Linked DNA regions of Mus musculus: regions 2, 3, 4, 5, 6 and 7 are each linked to region 1. A link is a contact called in public Hi-C, HiCAR-type and promoter capture Hi-C data. All regions are on one chromosome and are shown on one strand. The core of a region is the stretch at or near the end of the contact, and the rest is flanking DNA. Distances in the headings are between cores, read along the strand shown. Region 1 holds the start of Ttll12 (tubulin tyrosine ligase-like family, member 12). Region 2 holds the start of Pmm1 (phosphomannomutase 1). Region 3 holds the start of Snu13 (SNU13 homolog, small nuclear ribonucleoprotein (U4/U6.U5)). Region 4 holds the start of Fam118a (family with sequence similarity 118, member A). Region 5 holds the start of 1500009C09Rik (RIKEN cDNA 1500009C09 gene). Region 6 holds the start of Nup50 (nucleoporin 50). Region 7 holds the start of Septin3 (septin 3).

What was found. Promoter capture Hi-C pulls out the DNA fragments that hold promoters and counts their contacts. Hi-C and Micro-C count contacts between places; a contact is called where the count stands out from the background. HiCAR-type assays count read pairs that join an accessible place to other places.
Region 2: a promoter capture Hi-C map of hippocampal neurons shows a contact between it and region 1, with 4 times the contacts expected there. The contact joins the promoter of Pmm1 here to the promoter of Ttll12 in region 1. A contact is called at or near these places in 2 of 39 promoter capture datasets (hippocampal neurons and pre-B cells).
Region 3: a contact with region 1 is called in a HiCAR-type map of astrocytes, with 4 times the contacts expected there. The contact joins the promoter of Snu13 here to the promoter of Ttll12 in region 1. A contact is called at or near these places in 5 of 39 promoter capture datasets (the 3T3-L1 cell line, the SN4741 cell line, hippocampal neurons and 2 more) and 1 of 115 datasets of contacts at active chromatin or transcription factors (astrocytes).
Region 4: a contact with region 1 is called in a promoter capture Hi-C map of liver, with 2.5 times the contacts expected there. The contact joins the promoter of Fam118a here to the promoter of Ttll12 in region 1. A contact is called at or near these places in 4 of 39 promoter capture datasets (hippocampal neurons, liver and pre-B cells), 1 of 484 Hi-C or Micro-C datasets (myeloid progenitors) and 1 of 115 datasets of contacts at active chromatin or transcription factors (epiblast stem cells).
Region 5: a promoter capture Hi-C map of hippocampal neurons shows a contact between it and region 1, with 5 times the contacts expected there. The contact joins the promoter of 1500009C09Rik here to the promoter of Ttll12 in region 1. A contact is called at or near these places in 6 of 39 promoter capture datasets (the HPC-7 cell line, cranial neural crest, frontonasal cranial neural crest and 3 more), 1 of 484 Hi-C or Micro-C datasets (palatal mesenchyme), 4 of 115 datasets of contacts at active chromatin or transcription factors (astrocytes, embryonic forebrain, large pre-B cells and 1 more) and 1 of 9 other capture datasets (liver).
Region 6: a Hi-C map of the G1E-ER4 cell line shows a contact between it and region 1, with 5 times the contacts expected there. The contact joins the promoter of Nup50 here to the promoter of Ttll12 in region 1. A contact is called at or near these places in 6 of 39 promoter capture datasets (the 3T3-L1 cell line, the C10 cell line, hippocampal neurons and 2 more) and 4 of 484 Hi-C or Micro-C datasets (all in the G1E-ER4 cell line).
Region 7: a contact with region 1 is called in a promoter capture Hi-C map of pre-B cells, with 4 times the contacts expected there. The contact joins the promoter of Septin3 here to the promoter of Ttll12 in region 1. A contact is called at or near these places in 9 of 39 promoter capture datasets (the 3T3-L1 cell line, the C10 cell line, the SN4741 cell line and 6 more), 1 of 484 Hi-C or Micro-C datasets (palatal mesenchyme) and 2 of 115 datasets of contacts at active chromatin or transcription factors (embryonic forebrain and pro-B cells).

The regions. Positions count from the first base shown.
Region 1 is chr15:83,593,834-83,596,437 of GRCm38.p6, reverse strand. It overlaps Ttll12 (tubulin tyrosine ligase-like family, member 12), which reads left to right and starts at 1,281. Exons shown (of 14, transcript NM_183017.2): 1 at 1,281-1,489. The coding sequence starts at 1,328. It overlaps Gm52182 (a long non-coding RNA gene), which reads right to left. Exons shown (of 2, transcript XR_003951515.1): 2 at 992-2,101.
Region 2 is chr15:81,959,622-81,962,225 of GRCm38.p6, reverse strand. It overlaps Pmm1 (phosphomannomutase 1), which reads left to right and starts at 1,296. Exons shown (of 8, transcript NM_013872.4): 1 at 1,296-1,511. The coding sequence starts at 1,425.
Region 3 is chr15:82,046,283-82,048,886 of GRCm38.p6, reverse strand. Snu13 (SNU13 homolog, small nuclear ribonucleoprotein (U4/U6.U5)) reads left to right here and starts at 1,289. Exons shown (of 3, transcript NM_011482.4): 1 at 1,289-1,400. The coding sequence starts at 1,398.
Region 4 is chr15:85,035,751-85,038,354 of GRCm38.p6, reverse strand. Fam118a (family with sequence similarity 118, member A) reads right to left here and starts at 1,293. Exons shown (of 9, transcript NM_133750.4): 1 at 1,111-1,293.
Region 5 is chr15:82,251,159-82,253,762 of GRCm38.p6, reverse strand. 1500009C09Rik (RIKEN cDNA 1500009C09 gene) reads right to left here and starts at 1,291. Exons shown (of 2, transcript NR_037697.2): 1 at 1,015-1,291.
Region 6 is chr15:84,922,100-84,924,703 of GRCm38.p6, reverse strand. Nup50 (nucleoporin 50) reads right to left here and starts at 1,276. Exons shown (of 8, transcript NM_016714.2): 1 at 1,054-1,276.
Region 7 is chr15:82,267,487-82,270,090 of GRCm38.p6, reverse strand. Septin3 (septin 3) reads right to left here and starts at 1,289. Exons shown (of 12, transcript NM_001368785.1): 1 at 1,024-1,289. All of the region lies in intron 2 of Gm52180 (a long non-coding RNA gene), which reads left to right.

The sequences.
Region 1 (2,604 bases), core at 32-2,531:
TTATGCAAGGATATTCAAACCATCACATACATCTATTGAAAAAAATTTTAAACTACCCTCTATCTCATCTCCATCTAGCAAATTATATGATGAAATGATCCATGCAGTCATTGATTGATTGTTGAGGGCTTGTGGGTATATGAGTCCATGCATACAGGGAGGGAGTGTGCCATGTGCAAGTGGAGGCTAAAAGAAGATATTGGGTATCCTCATCTGCCTTTCTCTGCTTAATTTCTTGAGACAGAGTCTTTCTCTGAATTTAGGGCTCTCTTTTCCTCGATAGACAGGAAGCAAGAAAGCGGCTGGAGGTGGTAACTTATGCCTTTAATCCCAACACTTGGGAGGCAGAGGCAAGCTGATCTCTGCACTTGTGGAATAACCCTTTTGATGGCACACCAAGTTATCACAACCTTTGAATTCAACAAGGCATTCCAAGGACTGAGAAGGCTCCTCCAATCCCTAGAAAGATCTGTCCACCTTTGAGATATAACTAGGATCCCCACACGCTGGTGTCTCCCAATGCTTGACAGGTGGAGGGAGGAAGGGTTCAAGGCCAGCCTTCGAAACAAAGTGAGTTTCTTGGTCAGATTAGTCTGAGCTGAATGTGACCCTGTGGCAATATGATGATGATAACCAAGCCCTAGCAAATGGCTCAGTGGTAAAGCATTTGCCATGCAATCTTAATGACTTGCGTTTGATAAAAATGGAAAGAGAACAGACTCTACAATGTTTTGTTCTTTGCTTTCCACAAGTGCGCTGTGACACACACACAAACACACACACACACACACACACCAAAACAAAATAAAACAAAACAAGTCTGGGAAAATGGCTTAGTAGTTAACTGCTCTTGCAGATGACCCGGTTTGGATCCCAGCACCCCATGTGTAATTCCAGTTCCAAGGGACCTGACGCAGTCTCCTAACCTTCATGAGCCATATATGCACTTACATACACACTCATACACGTAAAATAAAAGCACTCACACACGTAAAATAAAAAAATAAAAATTTTAAACTAAAATTAAAAAAAAAATTCAGGCGAAACAAGATTGCAACCAGCGCAAGGGGGAGCACCTTCTGCCTCTTCCCGACCCCCTCCCCATCTCAGCTTCACCGGCTCCTTGAGGACAATCTCTCCTGATTCTGACTCTCTGGGGCTTCTAAGCAGCGTTCCCAGAATCCCTCGCGGCAGTCCTGGGATGAATGGAGAAGACACGCCCCCAGCGCGCGTGCGCACTCTTGGAACCTCGCAACCCAGGACGCAGGCGCGTGCGCGCCGTCCGCTTAAATCCTGCGGTGGGCGGCGCCGTGCTCTTCCGAGCACTATGGAGATCCAGTCCGGGCCGCAGCCTGGCAGTCCCGGCCGCGCCGAGAGGCTGAACGCGCGGCTGCTGGACGAGTTCGTGTCGCTGCACGGCCCTACGCTGCGCGCCTCGGGAGTCCCAGAGCGACTATGGGGCCGCCTTCTGCACAAGCTGGAGCACGAGGTACGAGATGGCACGGGCTGCGGGCAGGCTATGCGGTCGAGTGGGGAGCACAGCTCAGCAGCTCTGAAGGGGAGCCACTTATAAGTTCAGGAGCAGGATGTACCTGGGAGTCAGAAGGGTACAGGCCGAGAGATGCGCCTGTGCCGCCATCCTGCAGGGTTATGGGCCCGCCGAGGATGCGCAGGGACCTGCAAACCGGCATGCGCTTGGCTCGCAGCATCCCAACGCCTCGGTTGATATATTAAGAGTAGAACTCGCGACTCCACTTACGGATGAGGAAACTGAGGCTCCGGCGGATGCAGGAGCTCCTGTTAGATTCAAGCTACACCGGCATCATTTCAGTCAGCTCTGTGCAGCTCTGCTTAGTCCGTAGAACTCTGTGGAGTTGTTTCCCACGGCGTGAGTAGCAGGTCTCCCTTTGTACACTAAAGAGAATGGAGGCCCTGAGACATGGAGACGACGCTAAGAGAGGGTTTAGAAGGTCTCCCCCATCTTTTGAGAGAATGGCTCCATCCTTCACCTGAGCTAGGCTTCCACGGGGTGCCCGGCTTCTTCCGTCGGAGAACAGGGTTTGGGTGATGAAGACAGCAGCTGCTAGGCTGGGCGGAGGGTCTTTTGCGAAGCAAGAGCTTGGTTTTTCACAGGACACCACCTCCTATCTGAGACCCACTAAGCCTTCAGGTGACTGGGAGAGTCCAAAAGCTAGGATTCCCCGGTGCCTCTCAATGGGGTAGGCTTACCCTCTTTGATCTAGTTCCACACTGTGTATGGGCCAGATATTTCCTGGTTAAGCCTATACGTAGGGCTGTACTGCAGCTCACTATAGCATGCTGGCGGTTGGGAGGCGCCTCAATCCTTAGCCCTGTGGGACAGTAAAAGAGGAGGAGCCAGCCTTGTGCTAGTGTTACATTGTTGATGGTCCTGGGCAATACCGTGAGGTTATAACTGGCCGTCAGCCCCAGGGCAAGCAGCTGTAGTGACCGGTTTGGTAGGTGGAGTATTAAGTGATTTCTCTACTTCAGTCTGATTATCAGATATTACTACATCATTGGTCGAGGCTCATCTGTCAGTGGCACCTCCTTACAGAGGGTTACTTACTCCCTGTCACTAAGTTC
Region 2 (2,604 bases), core at 47-2,546, 1.6 Mb after region 1:
TCTGGTATGTCTGAAGACAGCTACAGTGTACTCATATAAGTAAATAAACCTTTTTTAAAAAAGGTACTTCTGAACATCTCTGAACACCATGATTCTCTCTCACTTGCTTATTCTGTCTGTCTGTCTGTCTTTATTTCTCTCTCCCTCTCATGTTCCCACTCCATTTCCCCAATAAACCTTGCCCTAGATCTGTTCCTGGCATGATGTCTTTTTTTTTTTTTTTTTGGTTTTGGTTTTTTAGAGACAGGGTTTCTCTGTGTAGTCCTGGCTGTCCTGGAACTCACTTTGTAGACCAGGCTGGCCTCGAAATCAGAAATCCGCCTGCCTCTGCCTCCTGAGTGCTGATATTAAAGGCGTGCTCCACTTATTACTCTTACTGAGGACCTGAGTTCAATTCTCAGCACCCATACTGGGCAGCTTACAACTGCTTGTACCTCCAGAACTAGGAATCTGAAGCTTTCTTCTGGCCTCCTGCAGAGGATCAGGGATTTGACACCCAGCACCTACAAGGAAGCTCACAACTGTGGGTAATTCCAGGTCCAGAGGATCTGACACTCACTTCCATCCTGACTTAGGTGGGCTCCTGCATGTACTTAGTGCACATCACCCCAGGCACACACGACAAAATAACACAACAAAAAAGACTCGCATAAAAGCTTACAAGTTAGAGATTTATGGCATATTGGCCCTTAGTAGGTTACTTTTGATTGGAAAAAAAAAAAAAGCAACAAACATTTCTCACAGTAGGTAAAAGCCATCATGGGATATTTTTCTCTTTTCTTCCTTCTCTCTCTCCCCCTCCCTTTTTTTGTTGTTTGTTTTGTTTTAAAAAATAGGGTCTTATCCAAGGCTGTCAAGGCTACAAAGGGAAACTCTTGTTTTGAAAAAACAAAACAAAACAGAGTATGTAGCCCTGGCTGGCCCGGAACTTGTTTTGTAGATAAGGGCCTCTGCCTCAGAAGGGCTGGATCACAGGTGAGCCAGCACGCCGGGTTCTCCCTGAGACTTCAAGCTCAAGATGACAAGGCAATACCTTCGTCCTACTAACCTTGGGAATCACAAGCAGAAGGCTCTGAGTCCCGCCCTTGCCCCCCAACCCCCCCCCCCCCCCACCGTAGGGAGCGCCCTGAGATCAACCTCAACCCGCTGGCCCGACACTGTCTTCCGGTTCAACCCCTTTTCCCGCCGGTTCCTATCTCCGTCGGGTACGAGGACTCTGACCCCGCCTACTGCCACGCCCCTCAATCCTAGGTGCCTGTACTCTTCTTTCGGCGCCGCAGGCCCCGCCCCCTCGCGGGAGGGCCGATGGCCACTGCTCCTCCCCGTGCTGCGCAGCTGGCCCCGCCCCGGCCCCGCCCGGCCTCTGTCGCACGCGACCCTGGCGGTGGCTGCAGCGACAGCGCTTGGCGCGCGGAGCTACAGCCATGGCAGTCGCCGTCGAGGGCGCCCGCAGGAAAGAGCGCATCCTCTGCCTGTTTGACGTGGACGGGACCCTCACGCCAGCTCGCCAGGTAAGGGCCTCGAGGTTCCAAAGCTCCCGCCCAGAGTCACGCCGGCATCCGTGACCCAGCGTGAAGCCGTCACTGCCATGTCAACGCAGACACCTGCGCGACCCTGTCGGAAACGTGGAGTGCAGTGGTACCGGCTCCTGTCACCGAGGAGATGGGACCCAGGCCCTCTCGGCCTTCCAGGCCTCAGCGCTCCCCGCGCGGGTTGGCATCCACGTTCCTGCCGGGAGCGCAGATGCTGTATCCAGCCTCCGGGAGGAGCGTCTATGGGCGATAGGGCGGGTATCCCCAGTTCCAGGCTTGCACAGGCCCAGGCTGGGCTCTGGGGTGGTCTTACCCCATTTTAGCCCTAGGATGCACAACTAGTCCGTCCTCAAGCTAGCGTGAGAACGCGGCGTTCCAGGCAGAGCTCCGTGCGCTTCTAAGCCCACGGTCGCCCTCTACTGAGGGCAAGGAAGATCTCTGAGTCTTTGCACTCTGGCGTCCATAGGCCTAAAACTGGGTTTAGCTCCTTAAGCCTCTTAGGATGTTTGTTTACCTTCCACCTGGAGTTGGAGGGAAAGAGAGCTGCTTTTCTGATGAGTTTTGGTTTTTGTTATTGGTATCCTTTTGGTTCCACCCATGTGAAGGTGAAAGGCCCCAGGGCTAGTCTGTTTACAATAGAAGCACTGTAAAAAATGGGAGTGCATTCTCCTGTCTGCACTTTATAGTTCACCCTCCAGTCTTTAGCCATACCTAGTTTTTCTCCCTTCGAGTCATCCTGGGTCGTTCTCACCCATCCTTCTACCTTTGGGATCACCGGGATGATCAGAGCAGAAATGGGGGTGGGGGGCCGAGCTACTGGGCAGAAGCCCGTGTGAACCTAAGTCTTAGCTTCCTGGTAGGCCTTCCACTCTCCAGAAGGAATCGGGCATCTTTCTTTCCATCCAGCAGAGGTGGATCAGGAAGATGCAGGATTGGAAAGGAGGTGGTCTAGCCTAGGCATGCCTGATCCTTGTGCTGCACTGACTTGGCAAGGCCTGAACAAGAACCGCCTGTCAATTTGTCTACTACTAGACAGACTTAATGCTTACTAGAAAAGCTTAATGCTTTTTTT
Region 3 (2,604 bases), core at 40-2,539, 1.5 Mb after region 1:
TGCTAGAAGAGGCAGTTGAATCTTTCTGTAACTGGAGTCACAAGTGTTGTCAGTTGCCATGTGGGTGTTGGGAATTGAACCCATATCCTATAGAAGAGCAGCCAGTGTGCTGAACCAGGGAGGCATCTCGCCAGTCTCTAGAAATGTTCCCTCCTGTTGGCAGTTTGAATCCATGTGGTTGCCTGACCCCCAATGCTAAAAATCTCAAGGTCCGGTTTTAGCTTTGCCACTGTTTGATTCCTGACAGTGGGCAGGCTTCCCTTCTTTACACTTTGTTCTCATCTGTAAAAATGAGGAACTATTTTGTAAGGCTCTTAAAGGTCCTCCCAGTTCTCAGCTCTACAGTTGTGACACAATGAGCTGAAATTGGCTCTAATGGTGGGGTCTGGGCTAGATCCAAATAGCCCCAAGATGTGTTTGGCATCATGTTGGAAAAGACTGAGAAGCCACGAGGATCACGGAAGAGCTCATGGGAGGGAGCGCTAGACTTGAGTTTATCCTTTCATAACGAAGTTTTGGTGCATCACTAAGAAAGGGGCAAGATGCTCAGAAGAAGGAAGCAGGTGTCCTACATAATTACTCCAAACACAACCTCCCTGTCATTCACTAACTAGCCCCCTAGTCCAATGGCTCTTGACCTACCCATTGCTGCAGCTCTTTAATACAGTTCATGTTGTGGTGACCCCCAACCATAAAATTACTTTCGTTGCTACTTCATAACTGTAATCTTGCTACTGTTATGAATCGTGTCTTCCGATGGTCTTCGGCGGCCCCTGGGAAAGGGTCTTTTGACACACACTCCCCAAGAGACTCACAACCACTGCATTATTCCAGCTAATTGTAGAAATCAACCTCCGCCTGAGAGGATGGTTTTGAAAAGGGTACACTATGTACTCAGAAAAAAAAAAAAAAAAAAAAAAAAAAAAAAAGCCTGGCGTGGTGGCGCATGCCTTTAATCCCTGCACTTGGGAGGCAGAGGCAGGTGGATTTCTGAGTTCGAGGGCAGCCTGGTCTACAAAGCGAGTTCCAGGACAGCCAGGGCTGCACAGAGAAACCCTGTCTCGAAAAAAAAAAAAAAGCCTGGTTATGAAATGGCAACCCTCACAACCCGTTGTACTAGTGTGCCACTTCCCGAGTGGTTTATTCACAATCTTTTGCCGATCCTAACTAGAACGCTAATAAAATCTGAAAAAACGCATCTCCCACATCCAAAGATGACTTCAGCACTCTCTTCTTCCGGGAAGGGGGCGGGACGCCGTCATTGCGCGCGCTCTGTGGCGTCACTTCCGCTTCCTGCCGCTTCTGAAGTGATTTCCGCTCCTTTTTCCTGCGCGGCGTTTCAGTCCCTCTTGAGTTGGGCTGTCGTCGAGTCGCGGCGAGACCGGCGCACCGCAGCCATGGTGAGTGAGCGCGGCGGGCCGCAAGCACGGGGAGCGCGGGCCGCGGGCCCTGTTCGCTGCGTCTTGGGGGAGGTGGAGCGCGTGCGACATGTCGCCCGCCCCGAGATGGCCGACCTCCAGGCCCGGGGCTGGAACTCCGGCGGCCCGCGAGGTCGTTCCTGGGGCGGCGGAGTGGAGATCCCGGGCAGCTGAGGTCCCAGGTCGCTGCGGCCCGGTGGGCTTTGCAGCCGTGGGCGTGCCCAGAGGCCGCGGCGAGGGGACAGGCATGGCGCAGCGTGGGAAAATGAGCGCCCCACGTGGGATGGTGAACGCGTGTGGAAGCCCGTCTGTTCTCCTTCTCGTTTTCTTTCTCTTTTCTTTTTAAACACTGGGGGATGAGGTGAAATCCCGGGATGCGAGGCACTCACTACCCACGTCTTCTCCACTCCCGGGGTTGAGGAAGGGGATCGCCGTGGGGTCCGCAGCCAGGGTCTGTCGGGAACTAAGACTTAGGGAATTCGGGGGCGCTTTTTGGTTTAGTTTGTTTTTAGGGGCTCATGGAGCCCTGGTTGGCCTTGGAACTCTGTAAACTAAGCTGGCCTTGAGCTCTCAAGAGATCTGCCTCACCAGTGCTGGGATTAAAGGCGCGTACCATCGCGCCCTCCGGACTAGGTAACCACCACCACCCCACCCTCGCCTCCTTTTTTAAATTTGGGGTCACATGGAATGTGAAGGAAGCTCAGGAAAGGCTCCCACCATGAGAGCGACCGACGCCTTCAGAAATCCGTGGTCCTGGTAGCCCCACGTGGGATGATAGCGTTTGAGCGTCTCCACTTTGTGATGGTGTACAGGGCTCCGTTTGGCTGAGCCCTTTCAGGCCTGGTGCGATTTCATCCAGCCCTTGGGTGGTCGGCTTTGTTTTCGTGCTCCCACCCCTGAGGTTTAGCAACTACTGACCGAGTCTAGAGTTTGAGAGAGAGAGAGTGGCTGAGCCAGTGTTGAACCAGGGAAGAGTTTTGAAGTGCGGTGCTCTTGGTGAACTCTGCAGCAGTTTGTCTAGGCTGGGAAGTGGGGACAACGGGTCGCTTGTAGCAGGCGGAGTACAAACATGCATCGCTTAAGGACGGGCGAGTTCTGGCTTTGGACATGAGATCTCCCTGCCTTGGCCGGCCTCCAGAATGCTGGGCTTACAGGTGTGTGCCACTACACCAAGGCTGGTCAGTCA
Region 4 (2,604 bases), core at 44-2,543, 1.4 Mb before region 1:
CACCTCCCAACCCTTACCAGCTGGAGCTGTGTCATCTGCCTCCAGCACCCAGCACTGGGCCGCAGAGGGTATCCACTCCCTCTTTAAAAATGCCTGGCCCTTGCCTTTCACAATCATCAGGCCATGTTCTTTCTTGGGGCTTTACCTCAGGGTACCAGACTGCCGGTGTAGCAAGCAAGTCAAGGACTGTTTATCAATGACAATAGCCCGAGGAAAGGATAATCCTTGTTCTAGAGATTTCCAGGACTGAAAATGATAAGATGTGTACCATTTGGCCCCAAACCTCCACCTCAGGGAAGACAGCCACCCTTAAATCAGGATCCCAGAAAGATGGACCTTTAGTTTACCTTCGTCCCATCAATTAGACCACTGTAATCAAGCTTTACTTTCCTGGACTGGTTTTGGTGGGCTGTGTGTGGTAACAGAAACTACCACACATTGAGGGCACAATCTAAAAGAGCTTTGACTGCCCAACTCCCGTTACTCCCAGCGCTGCCATTCTCCACAATGAGTCGGTCCCACACCAGCCTCCACTGCACGGTGAAAACAAACGCACATGCGAAGCCCCACATCCCACCTCCTCTTTGGTTATGCGTGGTCCTCTGTTGACCTATCAGATGGTGCTACTTTTATCCCTATTTACAATTCACAAACCTCAAGAACACTCTAGTAGAAGCTGAAAAGCTCTGTGGACCTCAAGATAGAGAGCAGGAGGCAGGAGATCCTAGGAAGGAAGGTCTCTAGGGATAGGTGGGTCTGAAGGCCTCTCCACCCAAGAAAGGATGGGAGTCTATGGGCCTGGAGACCCGAAGCTTTGGAGTTGGACCAGAGGGGATCTGTTGGACTTCTGGAGAAGATATAACGGTCTCGGGCCCTGAAGCCGCCGAGGTCTGTGTGCTGAGTCTGAGGGAAATCTGGAGGATGGTGAGGTTTTCTAGGTGTGGAAGGTAATCAGGTCCACAGGTGGCCGCGGACCCAGGCAGCCCAGGGGATGTCGGAGGCAGGGTCCCCAGCGCATCAGAGGGCACTAGGGTCCTGGGCACCCTAGGCGGGTTTTGAGGGCTGGGGAGACGCGAGGCGCTGGCACCCAGCCCCGACCCGCCGCCTCACCTGCCGTGCCACGGAGACACCAGTGTCGCTCGCGCTCTCGCCGCCTCCCACCCGGGTCGCGCCCCTTCGGCTGGGTGGAGCCGCCGGGCGCTGCGCCGGATGGCGCTGCGCGTGCACCACGCCGAGCCTGCCCAGCCGAATCCGCAGCGCTCTCTCAAGGCCTTCCCCCCGCGCGCGCGCACTGCCCGCGCGAACGTTCCGCCCTGAAATCAACGGCCCCGCGGCAACGGGAAGCCCCGCCCGAAGGGGCGTGGCCACGACGCGTCCCGCCCCCAAGAGAAGCTACGATTGGACCCACGGACTGTGCTGTCGTGTCCACGATGAGCCTGGTCTTAAGAGACTGAATGTCTCGCGGCCAGTCTTCCCAGCGCTGTTTTGTCTTCAGTTTCCCCATCTGCACGCCTGGACAGCCCCGCGGAAACGCAGAAGGCGTTGAGCTCGGCCGGAACCACCCTTGGGCAACCACTTCCAGCCGGGCTCACTCCATCTACCTCAAGCCACAGGCTGTACAGCCTGTGCCCTTCCCCAGCCTAGCATGCTTCACGTCCTCCCCGCAGTGACCGACTCCCTTACCACGTGTCAGAGTAGGCGTCTGGCCCTTCCGATGTGCCTCTTGGACACGTCTAGCTTGGGCTTAGATCCAGGGACTAATGAGCATATGTACCCAGGTTCAGCACCTGTTAATCGGGTGAACTCAGTGCCCACCCCGAACGTTCGAGAGTACACGTGGGTGGGCTCTGCGCTGGAGCACTCAGCATGAGGACCTTTAAAAGTCAATGACACCTCTCCTTTCTCTAAATAAGGCTGGGATGGATCAAAGCCTATTTCCTCTTCCTCATCTTCCCAGGTCGGCCTGCCCAGGCAAGTTATTTGGACTTCCTCTACCTCTGGCTCCTTTTTTTCTACATGGGTTTGCTGTAAGCATCCCTTCAGCCCCATAAGAAAAATGCATGTGTAATAAAACCTGGGTTTTTGTTCTTTTCTTTTTGAGACAGGGTTTTATGTGGCTTTGGCTGTCCTAGAACTAGCGCTGTAGAACAGGCTGGCCTCAAGCTCACAGAGTTCCACCTACTCTGTGGGTGTAAGGTATACAAAATCACTACCTGGCCAGCTTGAAATTTGTGGCACCAGAGCCCAGAACAGTGGTTTGAACACCTGAGTCTGGGTACCTACTAAGTAGCTGGCCTTTGAGAAAATGTTTTTTTCAGTCCTCAGGACATCTCCCATGAGGATGGCACCCCATTTACTGCAATTAACAGCAGGAGAGGAGGAAGCCCAGAGAAGTTGTATTGGCAATACCAACCATGCATTGGCTTCAAAGGTCTGGGCTTCCCACTACTAGACTGAACAATTTACATGTGATGCAATTTAGTTCACAAGCTCCTGCTTCCATAAAGGGTCCTAAGACTTGAACCTGTGACACTGGAGAAGTTCCCGGGTTACAGGAAGGAAGTTGTTCAAGGAGACTGTAGGCTAGGAGCTGAGGAGTTAGAA
Region 5 (2,604 bases), core at 42-2,541, 1.3 Mb after region 1:
GCCAAGGCTACCTACATAAAGAAACCCTGTCTCAAAAAAAAAAAAAAAAAAAAAAAAAAAAGGAAGAAAAAAAGTTGACTCAGAAGTCTTTTGAAAGTATTCATAAGATGAACCTTGAGGCCTCAAGGTTTGGCTCTGCAAGGACAAGGGACTGGGTGCATATTTTACATATCAAAGCAGACCTGGCCTCCAGATTCTCCCAGCATCCCTCAGTCCCCATCTGGCATACCTTGCCCCCAATCCTGAACTTTCCAGCTTAGCAGCTGGGCTGCTTCCCCCCCACCCTCCCACCAGCAGAGGCTCTTTCCTATGTAATCTGGGTACGTTGGAATTTCTGGCACTCCTCCTCTCTCTCCCTCCCCACTGCCCCTCTGCTTTCCCCATGGTGACTTCCCTGGCCTCAGTCTTTGGGGCCAGTGAACTTGCCTGAGAGCAGCTTCCCAACAAACATGCCTTTAATATATTCTAGCCTAGCCTCTTGCAGTCCGGATCCTGCCTCACAGTATAGCACCTATACATCCTCTATACCGCTGGCACCAATGACAAGCACCAACTGTCCTGCATGTGGGGTCCCAGGGGACATTGAATGCATGTTTATCTGTCACCCTCCCCTGTGGCTCCCTGGCTGCTTCCCTCATGACTCTCCACCTCAGCTGCTGTTTTGCTGATGATTGCATGAAGTTGATGATACCCCTGAGACCTGAGCCCCCCCATGCCCCCACTAGGCCTGCTTGCCAAGGCATCTGTTGATCCACTGGGTCTCAGTCTAGAACCTGCTAGAAAGCCCAGACCAAAGTCCAAAGTCTTTTCATGGCCTATGACTCTAAAAGAACCAAGGCATCTGTTGATCCACTGGGTCTCAGTCTAGAACCTGCTAGAAAGCCCAGACCAAAGTCCAAAGTCTTTTCATGGCCTATGACTCTAAAAGAACATCACTTGGCCCCCTCATCTCTTCCCCTCTCCCTCCCTCCACGTGCTCCAGACTCAGCAGTGCTCACTCTCAAAGGTGCTCACCACCGGGGCTCTCTGCATCTGTCATCCATCACTGCGGGGAGGGAGGGTGTGTCTCTGCATCTCAAGTCTCTCTGTGAAGCTTTTATCGTCCATTGGTTCCTCCCTCGGAGAGGCAGAAATGGGTCCCAGTATCTTCCCAGAGAAGCCTCCCTTGGCTCAAAGCAGCTTCTCTCCATCCATCACTCCCTCACCTACTCTATTTCTATCTTCACAGTACCTACATAATGTCTGATCTTCAGGGAACCTCTTGAGACACCGTGCATTAGACTCAAAGTGTGGGGACAGCAGCTCCGGAAAGCTATTTAGTTCCTTCTCTCTCTACGTGGGACAAGCTTAGTATACAGTGACGTTTGGACTGGTTAAGGGGTGTGACCTTGGCTCTCTCAGATACCACGATAAGCACAATGACATCACCCTTGTCTCCTCCCATTGCAGGCCTGACATAATGTCTGGTGTTTCTATCTGTATTCCCAAGCTCAGGCATTCAATCTGATATTTATGAATGATTGACTAGTGAGAATGAATGGATGGATGGATGTAAAGTAGTTCTTTCATTCAACAAGTATTTATTAGCAACTGCAATGCGCCACTTTTAGAGTGAGTGACAAAGTCCCTGAGCTCCTGTGTCTTTGTTGGACAGACAGACAATGGACAAGTAATTAAATTGTTAAGGAAACAATCTAGAGCTAGGGATGGAGGTGCATATCCTTAATCCCTGTACTTGGGAGGCAGAGGCAAGCAGATCTCTGTGAGTTCAAGTCCAGCCTGGTCTACATAGAGAGTTCTAGAACAACTGGGGATACATAGTGATACCCTGTATTGAAAAGCCAAAACCCAAACAAAACAAAAAGCAATATAGGGGGTGGAGAGACGGCTCAGTGGTTAAGAGCTCTTGCTTATTTTGCAAAGGACCCAGTTTCCATCCCCAGCACCTACAACACCACATACAACCAGCTATATCTCCAGTTCCATGGGAGTCTGGTTCCCTCTTCTGGCCAGCATAGGTATTGCATACATGCGGTACACTTAAAGGAAAACATTTTTTAAAACAAAATAAATTTTAAAAAAGATAAAAACATGAGAGAGAGAGAGAGAGAGAGAGAGAGAGAGAGAGAGAGCGAGCAACCTGTTATATACCCTGAACATTTCAGGATGTCTCTTGCTGGGTAGACCAAGAAAGCAAGATCCCAACAGCTCTGTACCCAGGCGTTTGCTCAGAGTTGCTTCTGCAGAAAAGGGATAAGGTCACATCGACTCCTGCGCAAAGGACAGACGTTGTTTACCAGCTGAGATAAAGCTGCCTATACTAGGAGGCCAGATAGTGGTGGCGCACGCTTTTAATTCCAAGACTCTGGAGGCAGAGGCAGGCAGATCTCCAAGCTTGAGGCCAGCCTGGTCTACAAACTGAGTTCTAGGATAGCTAGGGCTACACAGAGAAACCCTGTCTGAGGAGAGAACACAAAACAAAATAAAAACAAACAAAAACTATCCACTAGCCGCATGTGATGGTTTATATATGCTTGGTCCAGGGAGTGGCATTATTTGGAGGTGTGGCCTTGTTGGAGTGGGTGTGGCCTTGTTGGAGTGGGT
Region 6 (2,604 bases), core at 27-2,526, 1.3 Mb before region 1:
GGAAGTGTCCTGTCAAAATAGTAACAAAAATAACCCCTATTTTTACTCCAAAACTCAAAAGCTGTAGAGGGAAAAGTAACTACTACTATAGGCTAAACTTTTAAAACACATTTCACCAACCCGGGTGATGGTAGAGGGAGGCTGAAGCAGGATGACAGTTTGAGGCCAGTCTAAGCCATAGAACAAGTTCAAGGCCAACATAGGAGATACATACTTTTTTTTTTAAAGCACCAAATACCTACTTATTTCACATTCCATAGTTAAACACAACTCTGCAAATTATCTGGAACAAGGCCTGGCACTTGAGACTTATCTGCCAGCTATTATTGTTGTTATTAAAGCTTTTCTGTTTTATTTTTCTTTTAAAGCGGTGGGGACAGGATCCAGGGTCTCGTACGTACTAGATAAGCTTCTACCAATATGTTACCGGGGAAATTTAATCCCTGTAATAAATGACTTACAACAGCTGCCCGGAAGACTTTGCCAAATGTCTGCGTTTGTGGGTAAAATGGCTCCACGAAATGCTTTTAAGATATGAAGCTAGGAAGTTGCCGGGGGACGGGGTGTGTGTGTGTGTTGACAGGGGATGGTGATGGTGTGTGTGTGTGTGTGTGTGTGTGTGTGTGAATTATTCACGATCGGGCCGCTTCCTGCGGTGTGCGCACCCGCACAACTCTGCGGTCAAGAGATGACTTTCACAGGAAAACACCAGGAGCCGATCGAGGTCACTATAACGCCCCGGAAAAGCCCAAACCTCAAAAGTGGCCCTGGACGAACCCGGGTGACCAACGGCCTGGAAACTCGGTGAGGGCACCGGGGGACCGAACAGCCGGGGAGACGACATGTAAGGGGCGAAGGCCAGCCAGGGTTGGGCCAGGGCGGCCCTGCCACCGCCGCCTACCTCCGCTGGGGCCGAGGCCCGCGCTCAGCCGAGCCTTCCACTGCCAGGCGGCTCGCCCGGCAGGCCCGGCCCGGTCCGGCTTCACAAACAGCCCGCCGCGTCGCCAAGGCGGCCGCCGCCCCGCCCTCCTGGCCTGCCCGGCCCTCACCTACCTTGACTGCCGCCGCCGATCACGCTGGAGTCCCGGCGCCGCGGCGAGCAGGGCCGAGGCGGCGGTCGCGGCCGCTGGGAGATTCCGGTGCGTCGAGCGCCTCCGGGAACTTCGTGATCAGCAGAACTCGGGAGCCGTGTGTCTCTGAGTCCGACACTGAGGACAAGAAGAGACATCCGCTCAGCCCGAAGCTGCTACAGAACGGTGAAGAGAGCGCCCGGGGCCGCCATCTTGTAACTCGAATGGACGCCTCCGAACCAATCGGAGGGAAAAGAGAGGGGGAGGGGGAAGAGGCAAGCGACGCCCGCATCCAGCTACTGCGCATGCGCGTCGGAGCCTCCGCCGCCGGCCCCTTCTCCTGAGGGCCACTTGGGTCGCGCGGCGCATGCGCAAGCCCGCCCTAGAAACAGTCGCCGGGAGGACCATTGGAGCTCGCGCGTGCGCACAGGGAGCGCGGGCAGCGGGCCGGGAGCCAAAGCCACTGTCAAACGCGGGTTAAGCACGTTGGTCACGTGTCGGCCGCCGTCCCAGTTTGAGGAGGTTCGCGCGCCAATCGCTGCCGAGACACTAGCGGGAGGCGTTGTGGTCAGTGACTTTGGAGGCCTCCGATGGTGTGGTGGGTGGCTGAGGAGACTGGCCGTGGATCTGGGGGGAGCACGAGGCGGGTGCAACGTGATTCTCACGTGGACGGGCCTTGGGGAGGGTGGATCTCAGTCTGCGGAGACTTGGAAGCTTGTGGTAGCTCTTCCCGACATGGGGCTGGAGAGCCCTGCGGGACGGACTCTAAAGGTCACCTGCCCCAATTGCTGCTTTATGATAGATGTCCACAGATTTCCTCGTTGGGAGCTGTAAATTTGCCCCAAGCTGCAGGACCAGCTAGGGCCCACAGGAGATGAAGTCCCCGGAGGGATTCAGCTGCGGGACGAACCGTATGCGTCCTGGACCAGGACTCGTGTTTTGTGTGCTTTTAGCTGACTACAGCACTCTAAAGCGGTTCAGTTGTTTAAGAAGGGATTCCGGTTGGTCTAATTCTTCTGCTTGAGTTTTAACGAGAATGTGAACCAGAATGTCAGACCCATCCTTAACCATCCGGAAACGGGTCTCAGAGAAACTAGCATTTCTAGAGCAATAGTTCCAAACTTTTGAGAGAGGACAAAGGGGGTTCCAAGGGAGAAGTCAAGTCCCTTATTTTCAGGGTGTTTCATCCATCGATCTGCAAGAACTGCAAAAGGAGACTAGCTGGCACGGTGGTAGAGTACTTGGCTAGCACGAGGAAAGCCCTAAATTCAGTTCCCCCAGATCCAGCAGAGTGAAAGAGAAAAAGCCAGATCGCATTTAATGCACACATTTGTTCTTGATTCAACTGACTGCCAATGAAGTGTCTTCTGAAAATTTGTGTTAAATACATGCAAGGTATTTTTCTTGTCATTCTCTACACATTTCAGCTATGTCGTTAACGTCATATTTAGTGCTATAAGTACTCCAGAGATAATTTAAGTATCTGAAGTCAGTCAGGTCATGGGCATTTTCAACTAAAGTCACAGTTACTGGA
Region 7 (2,604 bases), core at 40-2,539, 1.3 Mb after region 1:
CACCCTTCGCTTAGCCACAGACCCAAGGACCAGAACTCCTGAGGTCACCTTGTTCTTGTGTCACTAGATCCTTGCCTCCTCAGTGAGCCCCGTGTCCTGTGAACACCTTGGTTCTACCCTCCCCACATACCCACACACACACACACACACACACACACACACAAACAGGCAGGCACACCTACCTGGATCAGAAGACAGAAAAGAAGCCGGTGGTTTTCAGTCAAGGAAGCTGACCTCTTGCAGACCCCACCCACTCCTCTGCACCCAGAGGCTAGCCATGTGGCCGGGCTCAGAGACCTCTCTTCTCTGGGTCCTCTCTTGAGCTTTCACTAAGCCTCCTGATCATAGTCCACTAGCTGAGGGCCCAGTTCTCCCCTGACCTGTCCCTCTCGCTGGACTGGGCTCCGGGCAGGGAGGCTCTGGCCTCTTGAGAGTGGGTGGCAGTGAATGGCTGCTCTGAGTCTCTGGAATCCTACAGAGCTATGGGCGTCAGCCAGCTGAGCTGCCCTATACGCGCAGAGCCACCTAGGGAGGGGATGGCACATAACCCATGTGTCCTTGTCTCCAAGACTGGACCCTTGAGAAGTGTCACCAGTAAGAGAGAACTGAGCTACTCCAACGGTGATGTCCCTGTTTGTCTCATGCCCTCCCACTTTCCCTCTGCAACCACCTAAGACTTTGCTGACCCCAGGGCCATCTGTGTCCATGCTCCTGCGGTTGTGCTTCATGTTGGGATTTCTGTGTATACAACTGTACCCTTCAAATCCATTCTCTGAGACCCATCCTGCTTCAGACAGATCCTCTGCTAAGTAAGACTCGGGGTATGAAGCTAGCCAGCCCCGGGCCAGACCTCAAAGAAATCCACAGACCTACCCCAGCTGTCTCTGGTGAGGCAGATCCTCAGCAGCCTGTGGCCACTGGGCTAAGAACCTTTTCCTGGGTTCCCCAGCACCAGGCTGCTCTGTCACATGATAGTATGAGAAGGACCGTGGTGGGAAGAGACGCCATTGGCTGGGTACTTACTCTGTGCCAGGGACTGAGCCAGGCTGGAGAAACTCAGAGTCTTCTGCCAAAGCCAGGCCCGTAAGCAGATGGGCACAGCATCTCAGCCACAGAGTGCAGGCCACAGACGTGCCCTAAACACTCACTCTGAGCCAGGAGCCAAGCCCAACGTTCTCTTGGCATGTCCTCGACCCATCATCTTGCCACTTCCTTTCTGCCATACCCCACAACACTGGGGGCTCTGGCCTGCTTTCCTGTGAGCTGCTCGCCTTGGCGAGTGAGCTTCTGGCCGGCCAATAGAACTTTCTGTGATAATGGAAATGTTCTATGTGTCCACTGTCCAATAAAATAGCCACCAGCCACAGGCGGCTCCCGAGCACTTACCACTATTCTATGATGACCAAGGACCTGGATTTTTTTTTTCAATTTTATTTCATTTGAATGTCCATCTACCATATTGGACAGCAAAGTCCTGAAAGACGCAGATCTTATCCTTCTCTGGGTCCCAGGGCCTAACAAGAATCACTCAGCATGTTTCTCACAGTGACTGAATGATGAACGTGTGGGCCCAGGATCCTCTTCTCTTCTCATCCCATTCTCATCCCTCTGAGCCTTAGGTTGCCATAGCTGGCTATGCCCTGGTTACCAGGCAACCTGCAAGCAATCACAGTGGAGGGGGAGGGGCGCTGTCTGAGTTCTTTCCCCTCCCTACATGTTTTGAGGCCCTGAGAAAAGAAAGAGGTGGCAAAATCAGCCTGGACACCCTGGGGAGCCGGCTCTGTAGGGCCTACACTGCCTTATTACCTCCTGGAGATCAAGCAGCTGGGTGGGGCTGAAGTCAGGGGCCCTGGGTTCTCCTTGCCTGACCACTCATTATAAGACTCCTGTCCAATAGGCCAGGAGGTGGTGGCACACACTTTTAATCCCAGCACTAGGAGGTAGAGGCCGGTATCAGTAAGTTCCAGAACAGCCAGGGCTTTACACAGAAATCCTGTCCCGGAAAAAAACAAGCAAACAAAAAAACCAAACCTAACAACAATAACAAAACCCTCCTAGTTCTCAGCTGTCTTCTCAGTTAGAGATTAGATGCCCTGAAGTGATTTCTTCCAGCCTGAAGATCTAGAATCCACCCCGCCTCCCTCCTTTCAGAGCAAGACCCGCGTCCCATCCATCTCTGTCTTTCGCCTGCTGGTCTGCCTCCTTTCCCTCCAGGGTTGACTGACCATCTCTGAGCAAACCTCTTGTCATTTTTTCTATCTGCAGCCGCTGTAGCCGAGACATTTGTACTCAGCGTCATGTATATAGGTATAGAATACAGTCCTATACATCGAGTACTTACTGAGAATAATTCAAAGGAATTGATCCATTTTGCCTGGGGATTGGTATAGTGACAGAGCTCCCGGCTGACGTGCATAAAACTCTGAGTTCAGTCCCCAGAGCCACAGAAACAACAAAACAGAATAACACCAAATAGATAACATTAATTTGAAAAAAAGAAATTTATTTTAAAATAATTCTTTGGTACACGTAAAAGTTTACCATTTGTTAAAGACAAAGGCAAATTTGCATATTAATGAGGTAGAGATGTTCGTTTGTTTTTAT